Linked DNA regions of Mus musculus: region 1 is linked to region 2. Evidence: chromatin contacts called from public Micro-C data. All regions are on one chromosome and are shown on one strand. Each heading gives the region's core, a stretch centred on a gene start, on an enhancer-like site or on the middle of the called end of the contact. The rest is flanking DNA. Distances are from core to core; before and after follow the strand shown.

The links. A called contact is a pair of places that touch in the nucleus more often than the background predicts.
Region 1: a Micro-C map of embryonic stem cells shows a contact between it and region 2, with 2.5 times the contacts expected there. The contact joins the promoter of B230217O12Rik here to the promoter of Tcf7l2 in region 2. A contact is called at or near these places in 1 of 39 promoter capture datasets (liver), 4 of 484 Hi-C or Micro-C datasets (B cells, CD4 T cells, embryonic fibroblasts and 1 more), 2 of 115 datasets of contacts at active chromatin or transcription factors (pancreatic cancer cells and regulatory T cell precursor) and 1 of 9 other capture datasets (adipose tissue).

Annotation. Positions count from the first base shown.
Region 1 is chr19:57,354,977-57,362,364 of GRCm38.p6, forward strand. It overlaps B230217O12Rik (RIKEN cDNA B230217O12 gene), which reads right to left and starts at 5,923. Exons shown (of 3, transcript NR_040316.1): 1 at 5,038-5,923. It overlaps Fam160b1 (family with sequence similarity 160, member B1), which reads left to right and starts at 6,033. Exons shown (of 17, transcript NM_145505.4): 1 at 6,033-6,394. The coding sequence starts at 6,350.
Region 2 is chr19:55,736,698-55,743,518 of GRCm38.p6, forward strand. Tcf7l2 (transcription factor 7 like 2, T cell specific, HMG box) reads left to right here and starts at 5,113. Exons shown (of 15, transcript NM_001331146.1): 1 at 5,113-5,833; 2 at 6,079-6,145; 3 at 6,376-6,500. The coding sequence starts at 5,645. It overlaps Gm31734 (predicted gene, 31734), which reads right to left and starts at 6,506. Exons shown (of 3, transcript NR_168128.1): 1 at 6,465-6,506; 2 at 5,512-5,895; 3 at 2,908-3,993.

The sequences.
Region 1 (7,388 bases), core at 4,673-7,172, 1.6 Mb after region 2:
AGTTATCATATTGGCCCTGACTCAACCCGGGAAACTTCTCTAAAGTTTTATTTTATTGGCCTGGAGAGATGGCCCTGTGGTTAGAAACACTAGCTGCCTTTGCAGAAGACATAGGTTCAATTCCCAGAACCCTCACGGCAGCTCATAGCCATCTGCAACTCCAGTTCCAGTATATCCGATGCCCTCCTCTGCCCGCCAAGCACACGATGCACACACATGAAGGCAAAACAAACAAACAAACAAACAAACAAACAACCCATACACAGTTTTAAATAATCAAGAAAATGAACTAAAAATGTATTTATTTATGCATATGTGTGTATGCCATGTATGTACCGTGCCTGCGAGAGGCCAGAAAAGGGTGCTGGCTCCCCTGAGATGGAATTGTGAACCACCCAATGTGGTTGCTAGGAACTGAACAGCAGCAAGCGCCCTGACTACTGAGCCACCTTCCCAGTCACTCCAGGTTCTTTTACTTAAAGAAACAACCCTTTAAGCTTCTTTATGTGGGATTTTGCTGGTCTGTGCAGCTGGACTTTATAGGAACTGCACATTTCCTGTAGCTGCTTTGTTATTGTAGGCTGGGGGGCGGGGGAGGGGTGTGGCAAAGGGTGTCTTCCTCAGCCTTGCCCCAACTTGTGGCAGCTGGCGTCCTCATTAGGCTTTTCCACTTCCACTTACCCTACCCGCTGTCCCCCACCCCCACCCCCTCGCACAGTGGGCTTTTGTAAAAGTAGACATGACTACAGTTGTTTACTCTAGATCACAGGAAATGTGTATGGAGGGAGAATAAGGGACAGGAAGAAGAGCAAGGGAGGGAAAACAAAACAAAACAAAACCAGGTTCCAGTGGTTGCAGCAGCACCCCGGTGGTGGTGGTGGCGGTGGCGGAGGCGGTGGCAGCTTCCGCAGTCACCTGGTAACTGGCATCACTGGGACTTCACAGAAAAAAATATTTGCAGCACTTCTTTGACTCCCTCCCAGTTTTCCTCCCGTGCATATGCATTGCTCCTGGGTGGTGCGAGTGAGCATGTGTGTGCACACGAAGGTCGGAGGTCACTCTCAGGAGCTCCCGGCTCTGGTTTTATAGGCAGGGTCTCTCATTGGCTTAGAGCTCATGGATTCTCATCCCCTCTGCTCAGTGATGGGACTTCACGTGGATGGCTGACCTCATCCAAGCCAGAAACTTCGCAGTGTTTAGCTTCTCCTCATTCATGTTTCCTGTAACCTTACCTTGGTTTTCAAGTCCACCATGCCCCTCCTACCTGACAGGCTACTAGCCCTCATGGGCTGCCATCCCCCTGAACCTTTGTAAGAAGCATTAAGAATGGTTCCCTGCTTCCCGTTTCCTCCCTTGCCAAACCAATTCTGCATCGTGTCAGCATGCAGTTCAGCCCAGAGCTTTTACAAGGCTTGCTGTGAGAGGCAAGGTCCTTCCTTCAAACTCCCTGTTTCCTGTTTCACGGCGGCACCATCTTTCAACACCGGGAGAGGATGCTTTCAGTATTTACTTCCTTTCTTGAAGAATAGGCTTTTAAGCAATTTATTTACTTTTAGGTGTACAAATGTTTTACCTACACGTGTGCCTTTGTACCATGTGCTGGCCTGGTGCCCGAGGAGGCCAGATCTTCTGGAAAGAGAGTTACAGTTGTGAGCCACTGTGTGGGTGCTGAGGGTAAACCTGGGTCCTCTGGCAGAGCAACCAGTACTCTTCCGGGACTTTCCTCCAGCCCTTATTTTATTACGTTGTGCATGTGTGTGTGTGTATGTATGTGTGTGTGTGTGTATGTGTGTGTGTATATGTGTGTGTGTATGTGTGTGTATATGTATGTGTGTGTATGTGTGTATGTGTGTGTGTATATGTATGTGTGTGTGTGTATATGTGTGTATGTGTGTGTGTGTGTGTGTGTGTATGTGTGTGTGCATGCATATGCACACATCTCTGCAGGTGCTAGCAGAGTCCAGAAGGCATCAGTTATCCTGTGCTGGGAGCTACAGGTTTTATTGTAAACGACCGCGTGGCTGTTGAGAACCAAACCTGGGTTCTCCGCAAGAGCAATAATGTGATCTTCAGCACCCACAACCCATCTCTTCAGCAATTGCTGTGTCCCCCCTGAGATGATGAAGAATTAGAGCCCCCCTCACACACACACACACACACCATCTCACCACCTAAGGATCCTTTCACCTTTCCAATATGATAATGCTGTTGGTTGCCGTAAATGAACTAGCACACACGGTACACGTGTAAAGGCTTTGAAAATGCCATGTTTGCACCACATAGGTCGACTGCCGGCTCCTACACTGCATGTTCACTCTTGGTGTTAACAATCTTCTCCCTGCAACCGCCACAACCACCATTACCAAACGTCCCTGTTCTCTAGAAAATCTGCTCAAACACATACATATTCCATTCATCAACATAATCCCCCCACCCCCTGCTGGCCATCTTCTCTGAGAGTTACAAGCTACAACAAACCACTCCCTCCCCAAGCTGGTTTCAGCAAGTGTTTTATCACTGCAACAGAAAGCCTATCTAGGACAGATGGGGCCTTGGGTAGCCCAGACTGGTCTGGAATGCTGGATGCAGCCCCAGCTGGCTTTGAACTCCTGACTCGAGAGCTTCGGGATCATAGATGTATACCACCACACCTGGCTTTTCTCTGGTCTTTAGCAAACAGAGTGGAAAATGTTTCCATCTTATACTAATTTTCAACTTTGTGTCTTACTCTTGCTTCTTTGCTCTCTGATGCTGTTTTAGAAATAGCAGCTCACTCTCGCTATTGATGAAGTATCATCTTTTATCCTTGGAGAACAGCAGTGACAGTGCTTTTCCTTGGGTCTCAGTCTCCATCCGTTCGAAAAACAACTTCATCTCTTCTGATGAAACCATTCCTCACATTTCTGATGGCCCCGTGGTATCTGATCCATTTAGGATCAGAGGCTGAGGGAGCACCCTGTGCATGTGTCGCAAGAGCTCAGGAGCTCTGCAATTGGTTCCCTGTCAGGATCTCTTCAGGTCTTTTCAGATTCTCCACAGGAAACCTATCCTCTCCTACTTCCATCTGGCAGGGTCAGGCTGATATGCCTGCTCTAGGAGACAAGGAGGGTGAGGGCTGTGTCTGTCTCACAGTCTCTTTGGACTTCATTCTTTTCTCTCCATGCTCCTAATATGGTATTTCTAGCCTCTCCTGAGTTAAGTAGATCTTATGCCAGGTCTGCAGAAGCGCAGTGAGCCCCCCCCCCCCCCGAGCAGGGAGGACCCCCCAGATCCCGAACAGACTTCACCTGCCCTGGAACCTGGCTGTGCCATTTGCTCAGGTACCCGTTCTTCTGGTTGCCTTCAGTCAACGCGACAAAACCACAGCTGGAAGCAACTTAACTTGGGGAAAAGGGGTTTGTTTACTTTTGCTTATGATTCCAGAGACTACACAGTCCACCGAGGCGGGAAGGCATAGCAGCAGGGGCTGGGGCCAGCCTAGCAGTCAGGAAGCTGAGTGATCCAAGGGGAACCGGAAGTGGGGCCAAACAATAGCCCTCCAAGCCAGGCTCCCAGCATGCTCTTCTCCAGCAAGCCTCCAGCTCCTAAAGGTTCTACAACGTCCCCGAACAGCGCCACCAGGTGGAACCAAGTGCTCAAACAGCAGTCCACAAGGAACGTTTCAAACCACGCTTTCGGTCTCTAACTCGGGACAAGTTCTTGGAATTGATACCTTTTTTTCATCCCTGCCTTTCTTCACTGGTGCATCACATTAACCCCTCAGCTGCCCTTCTAGCTCTGCTGCCATCTCTTCTCCTGACCAATGTGTTCTTGGGGTTTATAGAGGCAGAATTCGTTTACTCTCAGTTCATCAGGCCTTGTGAGGGGAACGGTGCTACATTTTTTTCCCCCCACATCCTTCTACTGCACCAGAAACCGTCAAACGCTGAAAATATGTATCATCTAGCCGTTCCCGTTTTTCTTGGCTCCTGCCCACTTGGGTGTCAGTTCTCCAGTCTCCCTGTGTTTGGATGTGTGTACGCTTCTTCCAAGTTCACACGTGTGCACATGCCCACAAAAGTCAGACGAGGGTGTTGGTCCCTCTGGAACCAACTGGAGTTGCAGGAGGTTGTGAGCCACCGGGCACAGGTGCCGGGAACTGAACTTGGTACCTTGGAAGAGCGGCAAACGTTCTTAGCCACAAAACAATACTCCAGTCCCGTTTTTATAAAGAACTAAATTTATTATGGGCTTAATAGAATAAATACAGGAGGTTCCAATTGAGGTACTTCAGGCACCTAGGGTGTTTTCAAGGGTAAAGGGAGCCTCCTCTTGGGTTTCCTCAAAGCAGTGGTTGAGGTGAGTCCAACTGCATCAACAACTGCATCCAAGCACTAGGCAGGCTATACATTAGTGCCTCCTCCAGCATTCGGAACGGGAGTAGGAAATCTATCTACTGGCTATACATTAGTGCCTCCTCCAGCATTCGGAACGGGAGTAGGAAATCTACCTACTGGCTTTACATTAGTGCCTCTCCCAGCATTCGGAACGGGAGTAGGAAATCTACCTACTGGCTCAGTTACAGTTCTAGCTAACTTGTGCGTCTTAGAAATTAGGGACCAGGCAGATAAATCATTGAGTATTGATATTAACCCATAGCCAAACATATATTTTATTGTGCTTATAATAAGTATGCAAAGTTAAATATCCATCACACACAACTTGTAGCCCGCCTAAACATCACTCCCTACACAAGTTGTGGCTGCAGGACATTGTGAAAATACAAACTGCCATGTAATTAGCCAGGAAAATTATTATGGTTGATAAACTGACCAAACCTCATAAGTAGTATGAATAATAACAACAAACATTGTGTGCTCTAGGATGGAGCAGGAACAAGGACCTTGAACGTGGCAAGGAACACAGCTCAATGTCCAACAAATAACAGAGGATGTTGCCAGCGTTTTAGTTTACAGAAAGCAAGGCTATGCTTACCTGCTTTTGAGCATAGCAGAAGCAAACAACCAAAGCATGAGAAAGACTCGAGTCTCCCCTTACCTTCTCTCTTGGTTTCCTCTCCTCTTGTGTTGTTACTAATGTTATAACAAGGAGGAGAGCCTGTGATCCCCGGCTTTCTTCACTGCTACATTGGTAACCTCACGGCCCAGAATGGCAGAGCTGGATCCAAACAGGCTTCTCAACCCTGCTCAGAGTTGCGGCGCCCTCTTCTGCCCTCTGCTCAACGAATTATACTATCAATAGGTATTTTTCATCCATGTTAATGAGAAATCTACTTCACCCTAATGCAGAACTCCCCGATCCTTTTCGTGAAATGCTAATACCAGCTTGAAACAAAGTTCTTCAGATTTTCAGAAGTTGCATCAACCATCTTAAAATGGTCAGTGTTTCCTCTACGCCTTGTTTAATACACATTTGCATAGTGTTTTAGGAAGCCTCCAGCCCAGGGCTCATTAACTTGAGGCTTCACTCATCGGTGTTAGGCATCCTGAATATTATTTCCTTTTCCAGAAACACACTGAAACCTTGTAGGCCACCATCCTGCGTTATTTAACCGAACCCTCATCCCACGTGTCCATTTGGCATTTCCGGGTTTTGATAAGGATAAGCTATTTTAGTCTAGCGGGATCTTCCCACCTGCATTGGATGCGGTCGAATCCCTAGCACGTGGACCCGCTGTCCGTTTTTTGCGTTCGGGATGCTGGTATTTTCCCAGCGGCCTTCCAGTCTTGCCCTACGTATGGTACGCAAGCGCAGCGTCAACACGTCGCTGCCAAATCCTCACACTGCTCTCTGGTCACCGAGAGACGAGTGCCAGCACCGCCGGGTGCGCCACGCCAGGCCCGCCCTCCCTCCTGGCCTCAGCCTTTCAGCGCCCCGCCGACCCCGCCCGCCCTGCTCTCCCCATCGGCCCCGCCCTCAAGTCGGCCCCGCCCTCCCTGCTGGCCCCGCCCTCCCCGCCCTGGCCTCTGCGCGCCCCGCCCCGCGTCCAGCGACGCCGGCAGCGGAGACCTGGGCTTCCCCGGGCCGCATCAGCGTCCCCTGCAGGCCGCGGCGGGCACGGCAGCCGGAAGAGCCCGAGCTCCTGCCACCGTGTCCGCGTCGCCGCCGCTGAGCTCCGCGGTGCCCCGATTGCAGCCGAACGACCTCGGAGCCGCCCGCCGCGGCCCCGCGTCCTCCGATCAGAGCCGCCGCGCCTCCCGCCCGGCCTCCGCCCTCCGCTCCCCGCCCGGGCCCGCCCGCACCGGCCTTCACTCTGGAGCGGCCCGGGCAGCCGCAGCAGGGGCGGCGGCGGCGCATCGAGGAGCTCTCCAGGTCGTCCCGGGAGAAGCTGCTGCAGTCCCGGGACAGGATGTTCTCCAAGCTTACGTCCATCCTGCAGCATGCCGTGGAGGCGGTGAGTCCGATTGGGGTGCGGGGGGCTGCGAGGCGCGGGGAGGGAGGCTGCGGCGAGGCCTGGGCACCCCCGGGGCCTCTGCTCTCCAGCCGGGGACCGGGCGGCTCCCGAGGCCTCCTGGCCGTTAACCTCCGGGGCTACGTGGCCAGCGCCGCGCAAGACAAAAGAACGGCGGTGCTGGTGGGCAGGGCTTGCTTTTGCTTTGGTACGGGTGAGAGAGGAGCGGCGGGGACCCTGGGGCCCGGTCCACACCGGTACCGGCTCTGCCAGCTCGGGCCCAGCGGCCCACCTCGGCCGGACCTCGGTGATCGATCTGCGGGAGTTTGCGGGTCCGCGATCGCCCAGCTCACACCATCTGTTTCCCTTTTCTTGTCTGTAATGCGCTTCCTGGAGGCTCTTGGCGCAGCCTGCAACCGCTGTACTGTGAGCCTGGTCCTAAACAGCACCGGGGGGACAGAACTCAAACCGCCAAACGTACAGCACCCAAAAACCTAGGAAGAGAATGCTTTTCTTGTCGGTGCTAAACGCGACCCTTTGCTTTATTTTACTAGCTAATTTTGGACTGAGTATCATCCTATGTGAAGAAAGTTACTGTGTTTTTTTTTTTTTAATGGCATTTTCTTTGCATATTGAGAATGGCCTAATAGTAGCACTTTCAAATTCACATGACTTTCTAAAGAAAAGTAAAAAGATGACAAAATACCACGGTGGTTTTTAGGGTCAGCTAAGAAAATTAGAGTTGTGAGTTTCAGATATGGAGACAAAATTTTAACACAATTGCTTTTTACATACTTCGTGGAATTTGGGTTTCGCTTGGTGGCACATCAAACAAGAAAGAAATGGGGTTGCCTGAGGAGCAGTGTTGACACATGGGGTAGAGAACTGCACTCTAAGATGCCAATTCTACTTTTCTTGCTTAATATGGAGTCAGTGTGCAACAGCATTGGTAAAATAATTTTTAAAACTTTTAACAACACTTATATTGATATTTTGT
Region 2 (6,821 bases), core at 3,863-6,362:
TGTTAGGGTTAAAAGACTTCTTGTCGATAAAAGGCGTCTCTTCTCAGAGCACTGGCATCTTTTGGAAGCTTCTCTCCTCACAGGTGTCTATAGCCATCATGATCGGCTTATGAATGTGGGTGATACAACCCCTAACAAGTGTATGCGTCCCCACCAACCCCTAGATCATGGACACTGTCACCCCTTTATTAACTTAAAGGGTTTTTAGCTGAAGCATGGTGATGAGGTCAAGTGCTCTAGAGAGGGGTAGAAGACAAGCCAGGGCACAGGACTTTCTGCAGCTCCAAGTGGAACCATGAAGACCTGGAGCAGAGAGTTCACCTGTCTGCTGTCCTGCTTGCAATTCCTCCTGTCAGGGCTGAAAACCCCTGGGTGTCTTTGAAGTTTCTTTAAACATTTGTGTGTGTGGGTGTGTGTGTGCTGGTACTCTTGTGACATGATGCATGTGTGGAAGTCAGAGGCCAGCTCATAGGAGTTGGTTTCTCCATGTAACCTGTAGGTTCTGGAGTTTGAACTCAGGCTGTCAGGCTTGGCTAATCTATTCTATCATCTATCCACCCAACTACCCATCCACCCACCTACCTTCTATCTGTCTGCCTGTCTGTCTCTCTCTCTCTCTTATAGGTAAGGTTTCATGTATCTCAGACTGATCTCAACTCACTGTTTAGCACAACACGACCTTGGAACTTTGGGTCTTTCACCGCCCCCCATACTCCTGAACATTGGGATTACAGGCATGAACCTCTACTTCTGATTGATGCAGTGACAAGGGTCAAACCTAGGTCTCCCTGTGTGCTAGGCAAGCATTCAACCAACTGAGCTACACCCAAGCCCAGGTGTCTATTCTTGTGTTGGCTAAGGGAGGGGCTTTCTTTTCCCCTGAACATCCAAACGAATGCTCATCACACACAGGACAGAAAACAAACAGAAAAATCTCTCAGTGGAATTAGGACTTTGGCTTTTAAACATTCCCCCGTTTTATAGCTTTCTTGTGTTTTCAGATGCTTTTTCCCCTTCCCTCAGTCAGCATACTCCCTGCTAAGATAAGTCTAACTCAGTGGTCGACAGATCACACAAGAACAGAAACAAAAGCAAACACATATATGCGTGCGCGCGCGCGTGTGCATACAGGCACATGCACACAAATGCATATACAAAAGTGCACGTGCACACATACAAACTCACATGCCTACACACAAATGTCCGTGCGCATGTCTTGTGAATGTCTCATCCACCCAACTACCCATCAAGTGTACTTGAATAGACTCTTGCCTAGGATTGGAAGAGCTGAGTGTTGCCGCCATCATGGGGTCCCTGCTTCCAGAAGATGTAAGCCTGGGAATATTTTTGTATTCCCAAAGGCAAAGTCGGCCTCTTAGCATGGCTTATCTTCTTTGTTGGGGTGCTGTGAATCTTTGGGAATGACTCCAGTGTTGGAGAAAACTATAGACCTATGGGCTATTCTGAATATTAAAAAGCACACCCAGAAAATATCCACATATCCCTCCCTCCCCCCAGGTGGTTCAGGACAGAGGCCATAGGTTACTTGGCTTATAGTCAACCTACTATTACAGTTCCTGTATTTTAGTGACCACACCCCCACCACTTCCCAGTGCCTAGAGGGTGATTGACATACCAGCAGCCATCTTTCCACACTCACAGTTAGTTAGGAACCACACCCCACTGCCAGGCAACCTATGTACTTATTTGTGTAGACGTTCTTCCTTTGCAAACCTGGCTGTTCCATCATTCACTCTGTACAACAGGCTTCTGCTTCCTGAGGGCTAAGATCACAGACTCGAGTCATGGCTGGCTAGCTTAGCCAATGTATAGATTGCCATCATTAACACAAACCCACTATAAGAAAGTCAATGGAAGAGAGTCCATAGGCAATGCCAAGAAGCCAGGAGCAGGGGTAGAGAGGAGAGAGTGAGGCTGCAGGACAGCCTGGAACGGCCCAGGAAGGGGCTCCAAGAGATGAGAGAGCAGCCTTTCCATCCATTTTGCCCATTCCCACATGCAAAGACAAGGATGTCCAAATACCTTGCAAGGTCCAAGCCAACATCAGGACCAGTCTGGCCGTCTCTCTTGCATCTTTAGTATCTTTGTTATTTGGTCAGAATTCAGTCATTTAAATTAAGAGTCATCAGGGCATAAAGAGAAGGAACTTGAACACTTGGACATGAGTCGGCTGGTATTTAAAGAGGTCTTGCCAAATCTATAAACTGCAGGTCTACATGGTGGGCCAATCTGGCTTTTTTTTTTTTTTTTTTTTTTTTGAGACAGGGTTTCTCTGTGCAGTCCTGGCTGTCCTGGACTCACTTTGTAGACCAGGCTGGCCTTGAACTCAGAAATCCGCCTGCCTCTGCCTCCCGAGTGCTGGGATTAAAGGCGTGTGCCACCACGCCCGGCCAATCTGGCTTTTTGTTGTGCATATATCATATCATATCATATCACATCACATCACATCACATCACATCACATCACATCACATCACATCACATCACATCACATCACATCACATCACATCACATCACATCACATTTATCTTGCTTCCTGCAGTGGCATTCCTTGCTCTCTCCTCTTTCCCTACCCATCTGGATACCACCACAGGCCACAACAGGGACTAAGAAGTCAGTGAGAACTTTCTGCTTTCTCTCCCCAGGCCTTTTTTATAGCACCAAACAATGAAATTAAATGTGGCCTATAGGCTGTCAAGGAATAACTTTTAGTTGCTTAATTAAGTTGGGAGATTTAAGGGAAGATTCAAAGGTTCCCTTTGAATGAGAAAATAAGGCTATGTCAAACTAGATGATGGCATTGGTCACTAACAAGAGCCCTTAGCATCCTGTTTGCACGTGATAAAACGCAGTATGCTCATAAGAGCGATGCTTTAACAGTTTTGACTTAGTATATTCATAAGTTTTTATTGCACAACCAGACCCCTAAGGAACACAGAAGACCCTATTATTCAACTTGATGAAGATCAGGGTTAAAGTAAAATACAAACAGAATCCAAACCCATCCTGCAGGACAAAGAATTGGTTATAAAACAGTTACTATGAAAGGGCTCTCATTTATGTCAACAAGCCCCTGAAACAGGCCTTGGCATAGTCTATATTGTGCAGAGACCAGCTTGGGTACAAGATGTATTCAGGTGGCAATTAGCAAGTGTGTAAAGCTGCCAGCTTGATTACATACCTAGCTAAACAGCTAGATGTCGGGCTAGATGTGTAGTAATCTAAAGGCATCCAGGGGAGGCCCAGGAAGGGGACAGCTCAGTCGTTTGTGCACTGATTCAAGACTGGGCTGCATTTCATGCTTCGTGTTTTTACTTGGTGTCTTGAAATATTCCCCTTTCTGTCTCTGCTCTCCCTCTTAGATACTGCGCTGTCTTATTTATTTATGAAGTCTGAAGGTTAGTCCTACCTGCTGAGACTAATTAGCCCTCTGCTTTGTGTCCCATGCAAGCCGTCCGATGAAATGTACACATTTGTTTTGCTTTTTTTTTTTTTTCCAGGCTCTTTCTCTCTCCCTCCACTTCTGGTTTTCTGATGAATATGAAAGTTGGGAGGTGGGACTGTGATTCTCACCCGCCTCGCCCACCCCATCCTTATTTTGTCTGCATCTTTCCCTTTAGTGTGCAAATGTGCTTGGGATTTTTTTTTTTCCCAGTGCAGGGGAATTCGTTAGCCTTGTGAATCTCAGGATCGTTGTTTTCCGTTGTCTTCTTTCTGAGGCCTTAGCCTGTAGAACAGTTTTGTTGAAACCCCAAATTCTCTAAATATTACACAGTAAATTGGTTACTTTTGGAAATCTACAACAGATGAGCTTATTAAAGGGGAGGGTGGGTTAATTTAATACGTGGTGGACCTCAGGATAACATCACACCTAATGGCAGTTGCCAGTCCCCACTGACTCATTCTTTCTGATTTCTTTTTTCTTTGCTTCCTCTTGCCCGTTGGACGTCCCAGTCCACTTCTCATTGGTTATCTGCAAGGGAAAGGCTCTTCTGAGTCTACCAGACAGAAACACGGTTTGGGGATCCACCTTTCTCCTTTAACATAATTTTCTCCACCACCTCATAGCAAATCGGTTTGCCCTCACTGGAGCCTAATAACCAACAAACACCCATCTCAACTCCCAGGCTGCCCACCTCTTCCCAAGGGCTTCTGGGCCAGCTTTGGTGACTTTCTCCTGTCAGGGCCCTCAGCATCTAGAGCCTTAGGGCATTTCATCTCAGTCCCCTTTGGAGAAAAACTCCAGCTCTACTCATCCCCAGGGCTTGGTGAACTTTCACTTTTATTTTTCCCTGCAGCTGTTAACGCCCAAACATTTCACCTCCAAAGGACTTGGATCCTACATCACTTCCTACTTCCAACGTCAGTTAAAAAAATAAAAAAAAAACCTTTACATTTTCCTTAAGGATATTTTTAATACCCCAGACAATTTGTTTTCTTGGATAAAACGCCTTCTTGGCATATTTAACCTAGTGGGACTTTACATTGAATGACATGATTCACTGTCATTAAACAAGCCAAGGGAGGGGAGCCTTACCCTCCCTGTAGATGGCCCAGCCTCTCTGCTTCCCCTGGTTCTCTCAGAGCAAGAGAGGTAAGCCTTCTTTTGGACCAGTCGTGTCTTTTCCCGCCCCAGTGCGGCCGACTTCATCGGGGACTTAACCACTGAGCACCCCGTCCTTGTGTCCCATAGTCCTCCCCTCCTGGACCCCATCTTCAGGACTTCTTGGCTAACACTTTTTCTGGGCCTCTCCCCATCCCCGCCCCCCAAGTGGGCTTTCCTTCCGCCTTCCCCGGCTCAGATTCCGGACTGGGTTGCCACCCCCTTCCCCTCCTCTCCCGGTCCGCATTGTCTTTCGGAACCCGCCCCCTCCAGGAGCGAGGCCCGCACCGTCCGGGCGCCCGGCTCGCACGCTGAGCACAGGCCGCACCCCGCGCGCCTCCCGCGGCCCCGGCCCGCCCCGCTCCCTCTCCCGGCGCCCAAAGGATCATTGTTGGCCGCCCCCGCCCCGCCCACCCCGGCTGTTTATTTATGCACACGTCACCGGGGAGGCCCCGCCCCCTGGCATCTCATTAAGGCGAGTGTGTTCCTCTCGCCCTGTCAATAATCTCCGCTCCCAGACTACTCCGTTCCTCCGGATTTCGATCCCCCTTTTTCTATCTGTCAATCAGCGCCGCCTTTGAACTGAAAAGCTCAGTCTAACTTCAACTCACTCAAATCCGAGCGGCACGAGATCCTTCGGTGTCTTCGGCTTCCCCCCCCTTTGCTCTTATATCTGACTTCTTCTTGTTGTTGTTGTTGTTTTTTTTACCCCCTTTTTTATTTATTATTATTTTTTTTTTTTGCACATTGATCGGATCCTTGGGAACGAGAGAAAAAAAGAAACCCAAACTCACGCGTGCAGAAGATCTCCCCCCTTCCCCTCCCCTCCTCCCTCTTTTCCCCTCCCCAGGAGAGAAAGACCCCAAAGCAGGAAAAAAAAAAGTTAACCTTGGACTCGTCTTTTTCTTGCAGTATTTTTTTGGGGGGGACTCGCAAAACTTTTTTTTTTTTTTTTTTTTTTTTTTTGCTTTTTTTCCTCCTTCATTTTTCTTCCAAAATTGCTGCTGCTGGTGGGTGAAAAATGCCGCAGCTGAACGGCGGTGGAGGAGATGACCTAGGCGCTAACGACGAGCTGATCTCCTTCAAAGACGAAGGCGAGCAGGAGGAGAAGAACTCGGAAAACTCCTCGGCGGAAAGGGATTTAGCCGATGTCAAGTCCTCGCTGGTCAATGAATCAGAGACGAATCAAAACAGCTCCTCCGATTCCGAGGTAGGAAGAGCCCCTCGGGCTGGCGGGTGGCTCCAGCCGGTTCCAGGGCCGGGAGAGCGGGGCTGGAAGGCGAGCGAGGCGAGGCGGGTCGGGCTTGCGGGCGGCGCGGACGGTGGCCCGGGCTGCTGGCTGCGAAAACTTGTAACCGTGTTTTTCTGCACCCCTTTCTCCGCCGACCCTCCCTTCCCGCACCCCCTCGGCGCGGCTATCGCCCCTCGCCCTCCCCACCTCGCCCCTCCGGGAAGGCGGAAAGACGGCCTCCGCCTCGCTCCGAAAGTTTCCGAGATAAATCCCGGGAAAGTTTGGAAGAAGGTGAGTGCGCCCCGCGCGCCCCCAAAACCGCGCGGTTGCGTTCCCCCTCCCCGGGGTCGGCCTGGCGGGTGCCCTCGCCCCACTCCCCACCCACCCTACCCGAGTTCCCGCGCCGGCCGGGCCCCGGGGACGCGCGCGGGCCCTCGGGGGGACACTTGCTAAAAAGTTTCTCCCGCTCTCTCCCGCGCCGCGCGGCCGCCGCCGTCCCCTCCGCCGCCCCGCCATGTTAGCGGCCAAGAGGCAAGATGGAGGGCTCTTTAAGGGGCCACCGTATCCCGGCTACCCCTTCATCATGATCCCCGACCTGACGAGCCCCTACCTCCCCAACGGATCGCTCTCGCCCACCGCCCGAACCGTAAGTGCCACCGCGCTCCCCGCCCTGCCCGCCTGCCGGCCCCGCATGCCCTGCCCCTCCCCCGCCCCGCCCCTCCCCCCTCCCCTCCCCCCCTCGCGGCCCGAACTCTCCAAACTTTTTCTCTGCCTTTTGTGGACTGGGTTTGTTTGCGCTTCGCCATGTTCTGGCTTTTCTTGTGCTTGCCTCACGATTCGGGGAGCCTTTTTTTTTTTTTCCTCAGGCAGGGCTCTGTTGGGGTGCCAATCTGAACTTTTAATTTTTCTTTCTCTTTTCTTTTTTCATTTTTTTTTTTTTTGAGCTCTGATTTCCCCCTCCCCCCTC